Regions from separate parts of the Rattus norvegicus genome. Here region 2 is linked to region 1. Evidence: chromatin contacts called from public Hi-C data. All regions are on one chromosome and are shown on one strand. The core of a region is the stretch at or near the end of the contact, and the rest is flanking DNA. Distances in the headings are between cores, read along the strand shown.

What was found. A called contact is a pair of places that touch in the nucleus more often than the background predicts.
Region 2: a contact with region 1 is called in a Hi-C map of frontal cortex, with 5 times the contacts expected there. The contact joins the promoter of Abcb10 here to the enhancer-like site in region 1. A contact is called at or near these places in 4 of 12 Hi-C or Micro-C datasets (frontal cortex, kidney and liver).

The regions. Positions count from the first base shown.
Region 1 is chr19:68,673,309-68,676,008 of GRCr8, reverse strand. No RefSeq gene overlaps it. Among named protein-coding and RNA genes, the nearest start is that of Rab4a, 18 kb to the left of the region's middle. Within about 2 kb of position 1,293, at least 27 of the 93 cell types and tissues checked have an H3K27ac peak or open chromatin away from gene starts, as enhancers often do.
Region 2 is chr19:68,878,909-68,881,608 of GRCr8, reverse strand. Abcb10 (ATP binding cassette subfamily B member 10) reads left to right here and starts at 1,406. Exons shown (of 13, transcript NM_001012166.1): 1 at 1,406-1,888. The coding sequence starts at 1,477.

The sequences.
Region 1 (2,700 bases), core at 44-2,543:
CTCACTGGGCTCCTTGTTCTATTTTAAACAGATAAACAAAGCTCCCAGAACTTTGCTGACCCAGGCAGCTCTTATTTTAAGTGAATGTATCCCAAACTTCACTGCAGAAACATGACCTGGAATAAAGTTTCTCTTCCTGGGCCCTGGCTGCCCATCCATTGGTAGAATGCCTGCCTAGTGTGGACAGAGCCATTGGTCCCGTCCCACATAGACTAGGTGTGAAGGCGCATACACATCCAGTCCTTGGGAGGGAGAGGCAGGCTTTGAGGCCAGGAAGACGTAGGCTGTGTACAGCGTAAGCCCCACAGTTTGATTTAGACCAGCAGTGCCACGAGTCCTGTACAATTCCAGACCTTGAGGGTCACAGAGTCCATGTGGCAATTACTTCTGTCACGGGAACACTGAGGTGACAAACACAGCTTTCTGTGTCCAAAATTGGGAAACAGGCGACTCACCCCTGCTTTTAAAGAGTCACCTCTGAAGCACAGGCCTTTAACAACCCATCCCCACGTTCCCACACCTGCCCTCCCTCCTGAAGACATTCCGAGGAACACGGATGCCCACGGCACAAGTCTTAGCTCTTGCTCGTTTGAAAACCTTGTTTCTCTCTCGGCTTTGACAGATGTGATTTGTTGGCGTGAGATTCTAGGTCAGCAGGTTTTTCCTCTTCCCGTGATGCCTGCTGGTGTCCGTGGCTTCTGTTGGAGCGGCAACTGCAACTGTGCCAACTGTGAACCCTGCACAAGCTGTTTTACCTCAGGCCGCCTTTAAGATTCCTCTGTGTTTTGGGGTTGTTAGGAAATCGCCTGGGACATGCCAGGTGCGCTGGTCTTGTGCTGGTCCAGCCTCAGAGTGAGCCTTTGAATGGCGGTTTTAGATCTTAGAGAAGCCTATATATTTTCTACTCTCTTGGATCGCTCTTTCTCTCTGTTATTTTATTTGTTTTGGGGATTACAGCTGTGGGCTGTCAAGCCATTTGCAATTTGCACTTTTCTTCCAGTATCTCCTCCCTTACCTCTGTCAATGTTGCCACCCCCATCATTTCTGCTTCATCTTCACCTTCCCCACCATGACCACCTCCAACCACTACCACCCCCCCATCATCCTCCCAGCCACTACCATCCCCAGAAGCAGCAGCACCTCCACTAGCCAGCTACCGCCTTCTAACTTTGCGTTCACCTGTAGAGTGCGTGTCTGGTCTCCCGTGTCAAGATAACTGGTTACATCCTCAGAGAAGAAATGGAAAGGCAGAGCAGGCTCAGGCCCCTGAGGTGTCTGTGTGAAAAGCCTGAGGTAACTCAGAGCTGACTTCCAGGGCAATCCCAAAGCTCCAGACACTGTTTGAGGCTGATGGAGCCTGCGCATTGAGAAGCTCTGCTTAAAAGAGAGTCTCCCGAAGTCGTCTTCCAGGTCACTTGCTTCCTAAAGTCGTCTTCAGTTCCTTGCTGCTTGTGCTCCTATTTTCTGTCTGCTCCCCCCATTTCTCTGTCCTATTTCCTGTCCGTTCCCCCCATTTCTCTGTCCTTTTCTTTTTTTTTCTTTTTTTCTTTTTTCTTTTTTTTCGGAGCTGGGGACCGAACCCAGGGCCTTGTGCTTGCTAGGCAAGCGCTCTACCACTGAGCTAAATCCCCAACCCCACTCTGTCCTTTTCCTGCTCCCCCCATTTCTCTGTCCTATTTCCTGTCCATTCCCCCCATTTCTCTGTCCTATTTCCTGTCCGTTCCCCCCATTTCTCTATCTTGTTTCTTCTTCCCCTGACTACAGCCACCTGAGGGCCCATGCTTCTCACGGTAACCAGCTTTGGGGAGTGTGGCCTTCTGTTTCCTCCCCTTGGCATCAGTGTTCGAGGGTTGATCTGATGGGTAAGGATGGGGTAGAGGACACAGAGGCCTGGGACACGAGACCAGCAGGGTTCGGTGGGAACAGACCTCATTAGAGAGGATGGTGGTGGGTCTGGAGTGGTTCTGGATTACTCTGTCCGGAGCGGGCGCTGGCTTCAAGGCTTTAGTGACAGGATGAGGTTTCGGAGCTTCTTTGCCAGCTATTTTATTTCTAAGCCTTATAGTTTTCTACTTTCAATGTTTCTCTCCCTCCCTCATTCCTTCTCTACCTTCTTTCCTCCTCTTCCTTTTCCTTCTTTTCTCTCCCTTCTTTTCCTCCTGATCTCCTTCCCTCCCTCCCTCCCTCCCTCCCTCCCTCCCTCCCTCCCTCCCTCCCCCCTCCCTGTCTTCCTTGCACCAAGGGTGGTCCTTCTTCCTGTGGACCCAGGGCCTCATGCACATTAGGCAAGTACTTTACCGGTGAGCTTCTTCCAAGCTTTCCCTCTCCCTTCCCCTCATTCCCCTCCCCCTCTCTTCCCTCCCCCTCACTCCCTTCCCCTCACTTCCTTCTCTCTCCCTCCCTTCTCCCTCACTCCCTTCTCCCTCACTTCCTTTTCCCCTTCTCCCTTTCCTTTTGATTTTGACACAGTCTTACTCACCCTGTAGCCTAGGTTGTCTTGACCTCTAAATGAGCCTCTTGCCTCAGCCTGGTTGGGATGCTCTCTAGGCTGATTCAAGTCACTACTCTGTCAGTCATCTCACTGAGCAGAGATGAGAGACAGAAAGAGGCAGTGTTGGGGAAGTCGAGGAGACTGAGTCTCTGAATGCAAAAGTAGCAGCTCGGGGCTGCAGAGCGCCCAGCTGGGTGGTCTCCGTGACC
Region 2 (2,700 bases), core at 157-2,656, 210 kb before region 1:
GGCTGGCTCAAACTCAGTTCACCCTGCGACTCCCCGGGGTTAGAATTCCTGCAGTAATGGGAAGAAAACTCAAGTCTTCTTGGGTCTCGGGGCTGCATTGTAAAGGACTTCCCACTGCTCCAACCTGTTCTCGTGGTGATGCTCACCTCTCCACCTCGGAACTTGACATGCAGGTGAGGCCCTTGTCTGAGTGTGAAAACATACAAAGATGCTGAAGTCTCAGGATCCAGACAAATATGGAAAATTCTTATATTCTTATTATTTTTGAGACTTTGTTTTTTAATGTAGTCCTGGCTATCCTGGGACTCTCTATGTAGACTAGGCTGGGCTGAAATTCAAAGAGTTCCATTCTACCTGCCTCTCCTTCCTGGGTGCTTGGATTAAAGGGGTGCTCAATGTCTGGGCCAAACATGGGGAATTTTCTAAGAGAGGAAAACAAAACAAAATAAAAAACATAAACTACAACTGCTTACTGGTTGGTTTTGTTTTTTCTTGTCTCTTTTTTTTCTGAACTTAAGTGACCCGGTACTCATGAAGTGAAGGCTGTATTACCCTCCCACTTCCTATTTTAATAAATGACTTTTCCAGGGTTGGGACTGGGGTAAAAAGAGGAAGAATCCTGCAAATTCGGAGACTTATGCGTTTGAAAGTCTGATGTTTTGTTCCTTAAGAGTTTTTTCCATTCGTGCTGGGTTTCAGGAATATATTGAACTAAAATACTGATTGATGTTGAGGTTGTTTTGCGACTCTCCCTTTCCCCTTTTTTAAAGACAGGGGCTCACTATGCAGCCCACGCTGGCCTCGAACTCAGAGATCTCCTGTCTCTGCTTCTCAAGTGCTGTGATTAAAAGCGTGTGCCCGGCTGAACTCCAGTGGCTCCATTGCATTTCGTTCTGGTCGAGCGAACTATCTAGGAGTCCACAAACTCTCCCCCTTCCTCACTCCAGGCCTCCATAGGATACCCACGGCCCGCCGTGCTGCTCGAGGGGCCACTTCTACTCTCCCGGCCTCTGCAGCAGCTCCTACATTGCACAGTCCTATAAAAAGCCTTGGTCTCCTTGGTCCGCCGACCGTATCCAAGGCAGAGGTACCCAAAGGTCTCAAGCGCGGTCCATAATCTGCGACCAGAGTGCCGCGCGTGCGCACTTCGGCAGTGGCCGGCGACAGAAAGGGCTCGGACGCTCCCAGGTTCACAAGCCGCGGAGGGCGCAGGAGCGCGAAAAAGCTTCCGCGTGCGGCTCGCGGGCGCAGGCGCTGGCGACTGCAGCCTAGACAAGGCATTGCTGGGGAGCTACCGGCTGGTCGCCGCCCAGGGGTGGACCCTGCGAGGCGGAAGGCGCGGCCCGGGCGCCCGCCCGATGGGGCAGGAGGGGCGGGCCGCTGCTGCGTCCCCGCCCCGTGCTCGGGCCGGGCCGGGAGGGTCCCGGGTCCTGCGGCCCGGCCGGCTGGTGAGACTGTCGGGGCAGACGCAGCGCCATGCGCGCCCCTCCTGCCAGGGCGCTGCTGCTGTTTCCGCGCCGGGGCCCTGCTGTGCGAGCTTGGGCCCCGGCCGTCTCCTCTCGGACATGGTTGGCTTCTGAGTGGACTCCGCTCGTACGCGCGTGGACCTCTCTGATCCACGAGCCGAGCCCGGGCCTCCGCTTTCCCGTGCCCCTTTCGGGGCTGCCTGGCGGCGTGGGACGGTGGGCCACCTCCTCGGGGATCCGCAGGTGTTGGGTGCTGGCAGGACCCCGCGCCGCGCATCCCCTGTTCGCCAGGCTCCAGGGAGCAGCGGCCACCGGTGTGCGAGACCTTGGGAACGACTCGCAGCGGCGGCCCGCGACGACCGGGCGCTCAGAAGTGTGGAAGCTCCTGGGGTTGGTGCGCCCGGAGCGCGGGAGACTGTCAGGTAGGAACCCTGGGGGAGACCAGTGGGCGGCCGGTGGGCCCCGGCCTGGGCTCGGCCTTGACAAGGGCGATCAGGTCTGCTGACACCTGTTGGAAGGCTATGGATGCCTTTTCCCAGCTGGCTGACGCTCTCCATCTGTAGAGCCTGTTACCAGAATATTAAAATTGTTGTCAGCGACTGCTTTGGTGCATTCTCTGAATAAGCTAGCGTTTCCTCCTTTAAGGAAAAAAACACCACAAGTTTTGACAAAACCCATGCCTACTTTATATTATACATTTAAAATGATGATGATGATGATGATGATGAAAATAATAATAATAAAAACATCGCTTGGAGGGTTGGGGATTTAGCTCAGTGGTAGAGCGCTTGCCTAGCATAACAACAACAACAACAACAACAACAATAATAATAATAATAATAATAATAATAATAATAACATCGCTAGGAGGGTTGGGGATTTAGCTCAGTGGTAGAGCGCTTGCCTAGCAAGCGCAAGGCCCTGGGTTCAGTCCCCAGGTCCGAAAAAAAAGAAAAGAAAAACAAACAAACAAACAAAAAAAAACCAAAAAAAAAATCGCTAGGGTTACACAGTATCAAGGCAACCACCAAAAATTAACAGGATGAAGTTGAGCACTGTGAACTTCGTGCTGGCTGTCACCTCCCTAAATGGCTTGGTCAGGACCAGGCATTAGCCACGGCATAAAGAAACTAGACAGAAACTCACCCGGATCGACAAATGGCTTTTAAAAAGAAATCAGAATTGATTGGGTCTAAATGACAGTATTCTGTAACTCCCCCATGTCTGGCAGCCA